2 separate regions of the Oryctolagus cuniculus genome follow, and region 1 is linked to region 2. A link is a contact called in public Hi-C data. All regions are on one chromosome and are shown on one strand. Each heading gives the region's core, a stretch centred on a gene start, on an enhancer-like site or on the middle of the called end of the contact. The rest is flanking DNA. Distances are from core to core; before and after follow the strand shown. Region 1 holds the start of CEP295 (centrosomal protein 295). Region 2 overlaps SMCO4 (single-pass membrane protein with coiled-coil domains 4).

What was found. A called contact is a pair of places that touch in the nucleus more often than the background predicts.
Region 1: a contact with region 2 is called in a Hi-C map of an unstated tissue, with 2.3 times the contacts expected there. The contact joins the promoter of CEP295 here to the enhancer-like site in region 2. A contact is called at or near these places in 2 of 6 Hi-C or Micro-C datasets (ear pinna and an unstated tissue).

Annotation. Positions count from the first base shown.
Region 1 is chr1:84,823,518-84,829,543 of mOryCun1.1, forward strand. It overlaps CEP295 (centrosomal protein 295), which reads left to right and starts at 4,002. Exons shown (of 29, transcript XM_070076743.1): 1 at 4,002-4,205. The coding sequence starts at 4,073. It overlaps LOC127492047 (a long non-coding RNA gene), which reads right to left and starts at 631. Exons shown (of 3, transcript XR_007921016.2): 1 at 510-631.
Region 2 is chr1:84,691,338-84,697,670 of mOryCun1.1, forward strand. The region is part of intron 4 of SMCO4 (single-pass membrane protein with coiled-coil domains 4); the gene reads right to left. Among named protein-coding and RNA genes, the nearest start is that of SMCO4, 33 kb to the right of the region's middle. Within about 2 kb of position 2,459, at least 1 of the 8 cell types and tissues checked has an H3K27ac peak or open chromatin away from gene starts, as enhancers often do.

The sequences.
Region 1 (6,026 bases), core at 2,752-5,251, 130 kb after region 2:
GGAGTGAACCAGAAGGTAGAAGACCTCTCTCTGTGTCTCTACCTCACTCTGTAACCCTGTCTTTCAAATAAATAAAATAAATCTTAAAAAAAAAAAAAAAAGAAAAAAAAAAGAAGCGGTGGGCCAGCGTCGTGGCTCACTTGGCTAATCCTCCGCCTGTGGCACCAGAATCCCATATGGGCACTGGGTTCTAGTCCCAGTTGCTCCTCTTCCAGTCCAGCTCTCTGCTGTGGCCTGGGAGGGCAGTGGAGGATGGCCCAAGTGCTTGGGCCCTGCACCCACATGGGAGACCAGGAAGAAACACCTGGCTCCTGGCTTTGGATCAGTGTAGCTCCAGCCATAGCGGCCATTTGGGGGGGGGCGGTGAACCAACAGTAGGAAGACCCTTCTCTCTGTCTCTTCCTCTCATTGTCTGTAACTCTGTCAAATAAATAAATAAAAAATCTTAAAAAAAAAAAAAGTGGTGACTAAGCTTAAAAATCAGAATTGGTAAAGCCAGAAATATAAACCCAGGCAGTCCAATGCTGGGTCCAAGATCTTAACCATATTCAACGCAGGCACTTGAATGCTGGCCAGATTCGTTCCACATGCTGCTGCTGTAGGACGGAATCCATCGTTCAGATCAGCTCCTGGGGAATCACACGTTGGGGAAGTTACCTGAGGAAGCTCCAGGTTCATATCCCAACATGAACTCTGCTGGCCCCAGTAAGAAAAATTCCGGGGGCTGTCACTGTGGTGTAGCAGGTAAAGCCACCGCCTGCAGTGCTGGCATCTCATATGGGTACTGGTTTGAGTCCCAGCTGCTCCACTTCTGATCCAGCTCTCTGCTATGGCCTGGGAAAGCAGCAGAAGATGGCCCAAGTCCCTGGGCTCTTGCACCCACGTGGGAGACCTGGAAGAAGCTCCTGGCTCCTGGCTTTGGACTGGCCCAACTCCAGCCATCGCAGCCATCTGGGTAATGAACCAGTGGACAGAAGACCTCTCTCTGCCTCTGCCTTGCTGTAACTCAGCCTTTCAAATAGAGTCTTTAAAAAAAAATTCCTGTGAAAAACTAATTGGCCCAATTTAGGTGATGGACCCAATTCTTGGGTCAATCACAATGGCAAGGGAGAGACAGTACTGCAATTTGTACAGTCTGGGTCACACACCTACCCCTGTGGCCTGGAAGACTGCTTCTGTGCCACAGTTGTAGAGAAAGATGTGGGACAGAAAAAAATAAAAACATGTGTTTACCTCTTTAGAATTTAACAAAGTGCTCTCATGTGATTCAGACTTTTTAAGTCTCACAACCACCTTGTGACCATGGCAGATCAAGTATTACTATGGAAAGAGTGGTGGGTTAAGATGGCCACTAATTCTTTATCACTCCCTCCATTGATAGATGGAGTTCATTTCCCCTTCACTTGAATCTGAGCTAGCTCTATGATAACCAATAAAATGTAGCAGAACTTACTGCAACTCCTTTTCCGCCTCGTTTTAAAGACTTGCAGCTCCCACTTCATTTCTCTGGAAGCGCTCCCACTTAGGCGCTCCCTCTCAGAAACGTGCCAACACACAGTAAGGTGTGAAATCCATATGGAAAGGTCACATGTCAAGGGCTCCAGCCAACAGTTCCAGCTGACCTCTCAGCTGAAAGCCAGAATCAACTGCCAGGCAGAACCAGTGAGCCATAGTGAATCTCCCAAGGTGGTCTGGTTGGCAGCAACAGAGAACCAAACAGAAACGAAGACTTACTGGTTTGAAGTATCAGTTAGAAAGAATCAGAGTCGTGCTGTTAAGATACTCTGCTCTGACTCCAAGCCCCCTGGGTTTTCTTTGATTCCTCACTACATCTTATTAAAAACAGAACAAGCCTCAGTTCAATATCTCTGCCCAGGATGCAGGTTTGTGAAGTGGAGCGTATAATTTGTTAATTCATTCAGCTGGTCAAGAAACCTTTCGGAAGCTCTATATGCCAGGCAATGGAACAAAATGCACTCGTCCTCTCAAGGGACTCAGTGTGAGCTACAGGGAGCCTCATAAATAGCTAGTTTATTAAGAATTCATGAACGCCATGATGGGGAATGTGAAAGGGACTTTTGGAACCCATGGCCAGGTCCCAAATGCAGCCTAAGGAATGAATAATAAGCACATTTGTTGGATGTAGAAAGGTGGTATCTCTGCACCTGTGTTGAGGATGTTGACAAACATGTTTAAAATGAATGCAGTTTGCACCAAGATAAATGTGACAGGAAGTGGGGAGAGGGTGGGAACGAAGTTCCCCAGTATTTGGGAAGAGGGCATGAATCGTAGCCCTGGCCCCACCTGTCATTTACAGGTGCTCCTGGCCAAGTCTCTGAGCCTCTGGGTGATTTAGCAATCTGGGGTGTAAATCTGAGATAGGGGTTGGGGGTCATATTATTTCTTCTTCATGTACTTGGCAGTTCCTTCTTCCAACTCCTTTCTTTTCTTTTCTTTTTTATTTTAAGATTTATTTATTTATTTGAAAGGCAGAGTTGCAGGGACCCAACAACTTGGGCCATCTTCTACTGCTTTCCCAGGCCACAGCAGAGAGCTGGATCAGAAGTGGAACAGCTGGGTCTCAAACCAGAGCCCAGATGGGATGCCGGCACTGCAGGTGGTGGCTTTACCCACTATGCCACAGTGGAGCACCCCCCCACCACCAATTTCTTTCCTTTAAGTTTTGCAGTTCCTCAGAGTTTGGTCTTTAGCTCTTTGGTTGTTTCATCCTGCAAATTCTGAGTGATTTTGTCCACTCCTCCAGCTTTTGCTATTATGCATAGGGCAATGAAACTCCTGTAAGGTTAGCCCAATTCTCTTTGTGGGTTGTCTCTCAACGTCTCCATCTACTGATTGCATAGATGTTCCACAGGCACATGAAATTAGGCAGAGATGAGCTCATCACCTTTGCCCACTTAATTAACCCCCCGCTTCTGATTTCTCTGTTGAGGATTAAGAATCAATATCGCTACCCACACTAGCGGCCTGTGAGATTAACTGTGGTCTTGATTTCCCTCAACCTTACATGCCATTTTTTATCCAGTACTGTTGATTCTGTGTCCTAAATATTTCTGGAACCCACACTTCTGTCCAGATAACTTATAAACAGCTCTAATTCAACATATTCAATGCTTACCTCCTAACTGCTCCTCTTCCCCTGTGTTATATTAAAATGTTATCTCGATTCACTGAGTTGCCAAACCTGGAACTTGGGGATCATCCTTAATTTCTCCTCCTCTTTTGACTCCCATAACTAGCTATCCAACAATTCTGTGTTTGGCCTCTTGTTAGCCTCTTTATTTACCTCCTCATCTCTATTCCCCCAGCTGTAATCTTCATCCCCTTCAGCAGTATCCTATTCAGTTTCCCTGCCTTGTCTTCACTCCATTTTCCACTGTTGCCAGATCTGATCACGTTTGAAATCTCTCCTTTCCTCTCCCCTCCAACTTTCTAATCCTTTGAATCCCAGTATGTTTATCCCAGTATTCTGCAAAATCTAAGATGGAAATCATAATCCACTTACATGAGTCTCCCCTGACCTGGCTGTGTGGCACAAAACAGGTAATATGAACCTGCGCTCACCCCCTCACTGGTCATAGGTTACAGCAGATAAATCTAGGATATGGTACATCAGACCCCCGAAGGTACAAAATAGCCAACTAAGCCTCAGGATTTATGCGCTGGAAGAAGCGTTAAATGAAACCTCTTGGCCATTAAGCGCACACAACAGGACGAACGAACTCAGTGCATAAAAGGACGCATATTCTAAGACATATTCATGATGGGGCCTTACGACTAAAGTCACCCTCGTGGCTTTGGGAAAATACCTTCCCGTTTCTGGAATTCTGTTTCCGGATCTGTAATAAGAGCATATTATTGAGCGAGAGGAAGTAAAACTTCAGAGCCGCGGGAGGTATGAGAAATAATGGACCTCTACGTAGGGCGGGTACGTGCTGGTGCGCATGCGCGGGCAGCCGGGCTCAAGCGCCGCTCAGCCTTCCCGGCGGCCTCCGGGGGAGGCGGGGCCAGGCAGCTTCCCGCGGTTTAGTCCCGCCATTGGCGGGCGGTTTGAATGACGGAAGTGACGAGAGCTCTGCGATGGCTTCCCCGCAGGCGCACAAACGGCTGGTGGGAAGCTGATCCGTGGGGGCCGCTGGGGCCGGCTTGGCTGCTAGAGCTCCGGACTCTGCGCTGCGTGCCGTCAGGTGAGTGACGGGTGCACGGTCTTCCTGGCCACCCTGGGCGTGCACAACCCCCTGAGGCGGAGTTGCTGGGCTGGTGGTCCTGAGGCAGTGCGTCTCCCGGGGCGCCGCGTCGCGAACGCTGATCGGCCCGCGGTTCTCAGGGCCCCGCAGGCCGCGGACCAGGCTGCGGGGCGCTGGCGGCTGTTAGGGGCTCCCGGCAGCAGTGTCTGGCCCACCCCCTCCATCTCCATGCGAGAGCCTGAGGCTGCCCCGGGACATCTTGCGCGCCCTGCCGCCCTCGGGTCGAGGGGGCTTCCCCTGCAGCCTTCTCGGTCCCTGAGCTTCCAAGCTGGGGACGGTCGGGAAGGGCCTCCGATGCTATTGCTGCGGCAGCTGCAGGTGTTTCCCCCGGGCACCCGCGGCCGTGGCCTGCAACCTGGTAGCCACTTAAGAGCATTGGCTGGCATCTTTTCATGCAAAGAGTGCCCTCTATTTTGGTGTCTGTCACTTTTAATGCCTCAGGTATTGAATTCTGTCACAAACTCGGATTTAAAACGTTTGAAGTCTGTAAAACTTACCGAATAGGTGGCAGTGTCACTTTTCAGTTGCATGATCATCAGGACAGGTGCTGGGGTCAGTGTTATTCCGTCATTTACACAGTGTAAAACTGAGAAACACAGAGAAACTGAGTGACTTGACTGGTGTCTTCCTGCTAATAAATGACATTGTCGGATTTTGAACCCCAAACTTTTGAGTTTAGTATTAGTTTTGTGATCGTCACGTGCCTTTACCATTTAATCGGCAGGACCAATACTGTCTTACAAGGTAAGTACTATCGTCCCTATTTTGGATAGTAAAAATGTACAATTTAGGAATCTGTACTAGTAGGAATAAATAAATAGGGCAGGAGGGAGGATTTCCCTAGGTAAGATTGCAGTTGTTAAGTGTAGAAGGAATAATGGAAGTAGAAAATGATACTTGATAAACACCACTGTAATTGGTTGACAGCCATCAAAGGATATTGCACTTGGTAGGCAAAATATGAGAAACCTAATGTTTATGTAGTCTCTACTGTCTCTCTGTCAGAAATGTATGGCTTATAAGAGACAATAGTAACTACGGTGGAGAAACCTGGTTAGACACCATCTTGACCAGGTGGTCTCAAGCTCCATCCCATCGTCACTGAGAAGCGTATGTCATCGCTTCTGTTGTGTGCTTGCTCTCAATGTGAACCCCAAGTCTAATCACAAGAAAACAATTTAGACAAATCCAAACTGAGGGATGTGGAACAAAACCAGCGGCCTTTTCAGAAATGTCAGGGTCTTGAAAAGAAAGACAAACCGAGGAACCCGCCTGGATTAGAAGAGACACCACAAGTGTGGCAGCCAGCAGAGTGTAATTCACAGATCTTCTCTTGGAGGCTGTGACTGAGTGGTGGGAATAGGAAGGCGGGCCTGTGCTGGAGAAACCCACTGAAGGACTTGCTGAACCTTTCTTAGATTTTGTGCCTTAAGAGGCATCCGCCCACTCTTCCCTCCCAGCGTCAGGTTTGCACTGAAACCTGAACCTCCCTCCACCTTTTACCAACTGCCTTCCCATCTCCCCTCGCAGGCCTTTTCCTTAATAAACTGTGGGTTTAACTCCACCTTGGCATCTACTTCTTGGAGAGCCAAGTTTCAGTGTATTGTCCTTGGATGGGGACCGGGGCCACATAATAGACATTAGTGGCCCAACTGATGTGAAATTTGAATAAGGTCTGTAGATTTAGTTGAATTTTGTGCCAATGTTCATTTCCTGGTTTGATCCCTGTACTGTGGTTACATAAGATGTTTACATTTGGAG
Region 2 (6,333 bases), core at 1,209-3,708:
ATGGCAGCAGTTGTTCTGCCTTCTTCCCACCGTGTTGATTCCAAATCTTTCATCTAAGCATCAGTGGTGCTGCACATAGAGGTACAATACATGGGATGCCTAGGGTGTGAGACAGCAAAGACCACATCCCTGCTATTCCAGAGCTTGTTCTGAAGCTGGGCAGGTGCGAGATGAACAGGTACCTGCACCACGTGGCATTAACAGAAGCCTGGGAGCCTGCAGAGACAGTAATTCCAGGTGGGAAGTCCAATCCTTAATCCCATATGTAATTCTACTTGTATAAAAAAGCCACACCTTACAAATTTCCAGATTACAATGCATTAAGATTTGAAACCGACCACGACCACCACACCAAGATTCAACCCCTGAAGGAAAGAATCCTTAGGTGCGGACGACAGCACATCCCCAGGTCCATCTCCCCTGCGAGACTGCCCATGGCCACGCAGCAAATGCCATGCACACAAAAGGAGAATTCCAGAAAGGGAAAACTGTGGGCCGCTTCCCTGGCTCCTCTGCAATGTCCACTTTTCTTGTCTAGATGCAAGCTCATAAAAACTAAAGAGGAAAGGACAGAAACAGAGAGGGAGGGAGGGAGAAAAGGTCTCTCTTTAGGTGGTCAAATATATAAGACTGAATCCACTACAAGTCCCAGCTGCTCCACTTAGATCTCCTGAGAGGGGACAAGCCAGGGGCCTTTAAAGTCACCTCAATTACGTAATCGAAGGCCTGTGTGCTCAAACTGCTGATGTGTCCCACAGGCACACTGAAAATACCTCTGCTTTTAAAATCCTGTTCGGGCCTTTCTTCCTGTTTTACAACCCTGGCCTGGGCATCTCTGAGTGGCCACGTGGTTAACATGGACTTCCTTGCAGCTCTGGTTCCCTGCCAAAGACGCACACACTAGCAACCCCAGGCATAAACTAAAATGAATGGAGAAAGAACAAAGATACCAGCTGAGAGAGCTCTTGGCATCCCACCCTCTCCCTTTTGTTCTAGGCAGTCACTAATGCCCTGGGGGTCATCCAGGCCTTAGACTCCACAGCTGTCAACTGCACTCACCCCAAGTCACACTGGTTGAGAAACAAAGCCCAAAGCTAACAACCCATGGACAGAGCTCTGGGTGGTCTTATACACTGTATCATTTATATCTCATCACAACCTCTTCCAGATATTACTTTTATCATCCTCAGTTGACTGAACAGACTCAGAGAGGTTAAGCAGGCAGCCCAGGCTCACAATGACAGAATGGCTGGGAGAGAAGCTAGGACAACCCAGGCCCTCAGCTCCTTGGAGCGAGGACCCCTAAGTGCACAGCAAGCCCAACAGCATTTGAAGAGGCAGTGTTTTGAGTGTACAGGCTGATCTTCACCAGACGCCTCCACACAGGTTTGTTAGGAAACTTCCAGGGGAGGCTGCGGCAGAGAAGGAAGTGTGCTACCTACACGTGTGAGTCGACAACTGCCTCTGAGAATTCCCATTGTAACATGGGGACGTGCTGGCTCTCTGTGAGCACTGGACGAGAGTACTCATGGGCACAATGCCCGCAGACACGGACATGCCACCAAACCCAAAGGACCTTCAACAGCAGCATTCCTGTCAGGGCTGTGCAAGTAGCTTAGGGAAAAAACTGTACAGAAAGACGGCACAGGGGCTTCAAGTCCCAGCTGCTCCACTTCCGATCCAGCTCCTGCTAATGCGCCTGGGAAAGCAGCAACAAGATGACCTGGCTTTCGGCCATCTGGGGAGTGAACCAGCAGATGGAAGATCTCTGTCTCTCCCCCTCTCTCTGTAACTTTCAAATAAATAAAATAATTCTTAAAAAAAAAAAAAAGGACAAAGCACACATTCCACTACAAACTTGGGTTTACTCCTTAAAAATGTAGAGAAGCATAGACCATTTACAGAGGCCAACAGCTGGTGCACAGAAGAGGTGGTTCGCATAGCGCCGTCACCACCGACAGCACCAGCTGGAGCTCAGCACCACAGTGTGCTCCCCCATGGTCTTGGGCAAACACCACTAAGAGAAAAACAGTGAATTGGAGAAAACCCAAAAGAGTTAAAGTAGAGAGTACTGTAGAGCGGTCTGAGCAGACTGCAACAGCCAACTCCAGTTCCACACGGGAAGCCCTCAGAGCCTGCGCCCAGCACCCACAGCCGACTCCACTGAGAGGACGGTCAAGATCGGCCAGAGTGTGCCACCACACTCCCCATTCCCAGCTGGGGTGCCGCAGTGCAAAGGGATCAATGGTTTTCAGAACAGTTAAGAAAGCAGGTGGACAAACGCCATTCCCTGGCTTGTGAGGAGTCCTGGAGCCTCTGCACGCCAGCTCCCCACAGGATCAGAGCACGGGGGTGTCTCATTACCTGCAGAGACCACACTTTATAAATACACCCTGCCTGGGCTGAGAAGGTCTGCTGACAGAGGGACCTGATCCGGAAATTCAGTGTCCGTGCAGCCCAGCCTTCCTCAGTTCAAAATAGATATCCGTGACCTACTTAGTCTTCGCGTGCCACTCTCAAAAGCAACTAACAAGCGGATGGCGGCCAGGGCCGCTGACTTCAGCGGAACCCACTCAGACCCCAGCCTTCCTGTCAGGTGTAACAGCTACAGTGATGACTCAGAAAGGTGCCAAGGGGAGCCACACTGCAAGCCCAGCCCAAAGCAGCCGATTCAACTCCCTGCTGACAGGCAGAGTCACAGGAGCAGCACTTGCACTTCATCCCCAGCAAGGCGAGGGGGTGGGCAACACTCCTCGCAGCAGTGACTCTGCAAGCCACCCTCATCATCATTCGTTTCCAGAGGGGTGAAACAGGAGGTTCCTGGAAAGTGAACCCTGCACCCCAGCCCCTCTGTCTGCATGTTCTCCAGAGTGTCCTGCACAGTGCAGGTCTACCAAGCATTGAGCACCATGAGAAGGTGAGCCCCTCCCCAGCCCAGCCCACTCATGCTTGGCTACTCAACATTAGACAGCAGGACAGACACTGACACGGAATACACAGACCAGATAGTCAAGACCAGGGAAAGCTCTGCACACTTTCACCCACCACAGAGCCACAAAGTGACCTAAACCACAACTCATTTCACTAGGGACAGGCGACACTCAAGGAAGCTGGCAGGGACAAATGTTGGCAAAACCCCAGCACACTCCGTGCCATGCAGTACAACAGCAGACGAGGAAGCAAGTTGATGGCGAAAACCAAACAACGCAGGGCGGACTTGCCCATCTTCACATCCACATCCATCCTCCTCAGATCTCTGGGGCTGGTCCCAGACACTCTCCCCCCACCGTTATACACTCTAAATTCCCAGCACAGGAACTTACCCAAGAGCGCTTTTTCACCCACATCAGGACATTCAGTCACTGCCACCACCCCGGGAGGCAGGCGGGACAGGCATTTTTATCAGCCACTTAGAAATGAGGAAATTGAGACAAGTGGTTATAAGTAAGGACAAAAGCACAGACCTCCTAACTCCAAGTTCTGTGCTTGTGGTCACCCAAAATCATCCCGCAGGGTGCACCCAGAACTGACACAGCCATGAATCTGAGCTTTAGGGGCAGCACCTTCTGGAGTCAAACAGCGGCCCCCACCCTTCAACCTCAGCAAAGAACAGCAGCACACAACCATCAACCTCCACGTCTGCGGACAGGTGGCCTCTGTCAGCCACATGTCCCTGAGCCAGGCTCATCACCACCTCCCTGACAAACATGCGAAACCCAATCCTTAGAATTACAAAGGAAAGGGCTTTTTACAGCTAAGTGATGGGCAGGAACAGGATGAACGCCCATGGACTCCAACAGCCACAGCCAGAGAGCCCAGGAGCTCAAGGCCTTTCTGAGTGTCAGTTGACCCTGCCTTCAAATCCTGGCTCTGGAGCTTAGCAGCTCTGTGACCGTAAGCAAGTAACTTTGTTCTAAGTTTCAGCTTTTTTCATTTATAGAAAAAGAAGTTAAAAAAAGAATCTCACAGTACATGAACTTAATGCCACAGAACTGAATACTTAAAAATGGTTAAAAAGTTAAATTTTATGTTATGTGTATTTTGCCATTACAAAAATAGGTTAACATTTGCATTTTTTTACAAAAAAAAATGATCTTACAGGCTCACAGTGAGGATTAAGTAAGAATCCTAATGGCACGGTTTTACATTGGCACATATATCCTAATAGACATTTGTTATTAATAGTAACTTAATAGTTTTATTGTACAGAACCGGCACTGTGGTGTAGCAGGTAAAGCTGTTGCCTGCAGTGCCAGGCATTCCATATGGGCACCAGTTTGAGACCTGACTGTTCCACTTCCGATCCAGTTCTCTGCTATGGCCTGGGAAAGTAGCAGAGGATGGTCCGAGTCCTTGGGCCCCTGCACCCTCATGGGAGACCTAGAGGTGGCTCCTGGCTTCAGATTGGCCCAGCTCCACCCATTGCAGCCATTTGAGTGTGAACCAGCGGATGGAACTCTCTCTCTCTGCTTCTCTGTAACTCCGCCTTTCAAATAAATAAATTTTTTTAAAACAGTTGTATTGCAAATACATACTCAATGTAGAAAATCTCACAAAGATAAAATCTCCTATAATATCAAAATCCAGAAATAACACCACTGAAATAAAATTTTTGTGGTATTTTTCCTATACATAGATATTTCCTAACAAATTTGGGATACGATGTACATAAAATTTTGTTGTCATGAGCCATTACTTTTTTGCCTTACTTGTAATTTCAAAAACAATTCTTATAACAATATCCAGAAATAGGCCGGCGCCGCGGCTCACTAGGCTAATCCTCCGCCTAGCGGCGCCGGCACACCGGGTTCTAGTCCCGGTTGGGGCGCCGGATTCTGTCCCGGTTGCCCCTCTTCCAGGCCAGCCCTCTGCTGTGGCCAGGGAGTGCAGTGGAGGATGGCCCAGGTGCTTGGGCCCTGCACCCCATGGGAGACCAGGAAAAGCACCTGGCTCCTGGCTCCTGCCATCGAATCAGCGCGGTGCGCCGGCCGCAGCGCGCCGGCCGCGGCGGCCATTGGAGGGTGAACCAACGGCAAAGGAAGACCTTTCTCTCTGTCTCTCTCTCTCACTGTCCACTCTGCCTGTCAAAAAAAAAAAAAAAAAAATAACAATATCCAGAAATAAAGGGCCTTTGTTCAATGCAAAGATAAAAAGTGGAGTGCAACTTGAGAACAAGGGGCTCATGAGGAACAACTGGAGACACCTGCCTCCAGGGCCAGACCGGTGGCCCAGCCAAATCCTCCACACCTGCTCCCCTCGCAGAGTCAGAACTCTGCGGTCTGGCCAGACGGCAGGAAGAGCATTCATCAGGAACCCTGGTTGTGATGCCAGGAGCAGCTCTGGGGGTGCCAGGAATAGCCCGTGTTCGAGGAGCTCCCACTGTGACAGGGAAGACAATCGCAGGCGGATCACCCCAGGTGCCCTGAGCAAGGGGTTATCCAGAGTGGGGGAACGGGTCGGGTAGAGAAGGGGCACATTCGTTCCCATCATTTCATCCAACCCCACAGGTTAAAGATGAGACAACTGAGGCCCAGGAAAGCAAGTGATTCCCTAAGGCAGCAGCCAAGAGACCAGAATATAACATTCTAGTTCCAGTCTGGGCACCAGAAGACCCAGAGCTCAATCACAGCATTTTGCTAGCATGGAACCTAACGAAGTTGTCAGGACCCACATCCAGTACGGTCCTATTCATCAACAAGAGTTTATCTAACTTGGTGCCAGGGGCACAGACACAAGAAACCAAAGCCACCCTCTGGGCACAGGGCAAGGAAGCTGCTTTATGGGAACACTTGGCCCTTGTCTGGTGAGTAAGATGTCTGCACCCACTGTAACCCAGCTCCACAGATCCTGGGGGCAGGGTGGGGCAGGGAGGGCGCTACCTGCGTCCAGGCTTCCTGTGGGGTGCTGGCAGGGAAAGGCTGTGCAGCTCAAAGCCAGCTCCTCCAAGCTCTTCTGAAATGCTGGGAGGAAGCAGCCCCAAGTAACCCTGGAGGACTCACACTCCTAGCTAGGGACTGTCTTCACAACTATCCCCTGGCACAGTGCGTTTGTTTGGGAGGGGGAAGGGAATGGGTGAGAGGCTTCCCCCAGGCGGTTCCTGAGCATCTGGTCCTGGCACTGCGGAATTCTATTTCCATCTCCACCGACACCTAATGGGACTTCTAAAGATGCTCCCTAGGGCGTCACAGCCGCTGGGAGGTGGAGGGGCCCCCAGACAACCTCCCTGCATGGGTGCTGCTGGCACTGCCTTAGTAGGTGGAGGCAAGGAAGGCCTGAAACCAGGCCCTTTCCTCTGGGAGGCGCAAAGAGGAAATTAAAACGGCAGCCAGATAA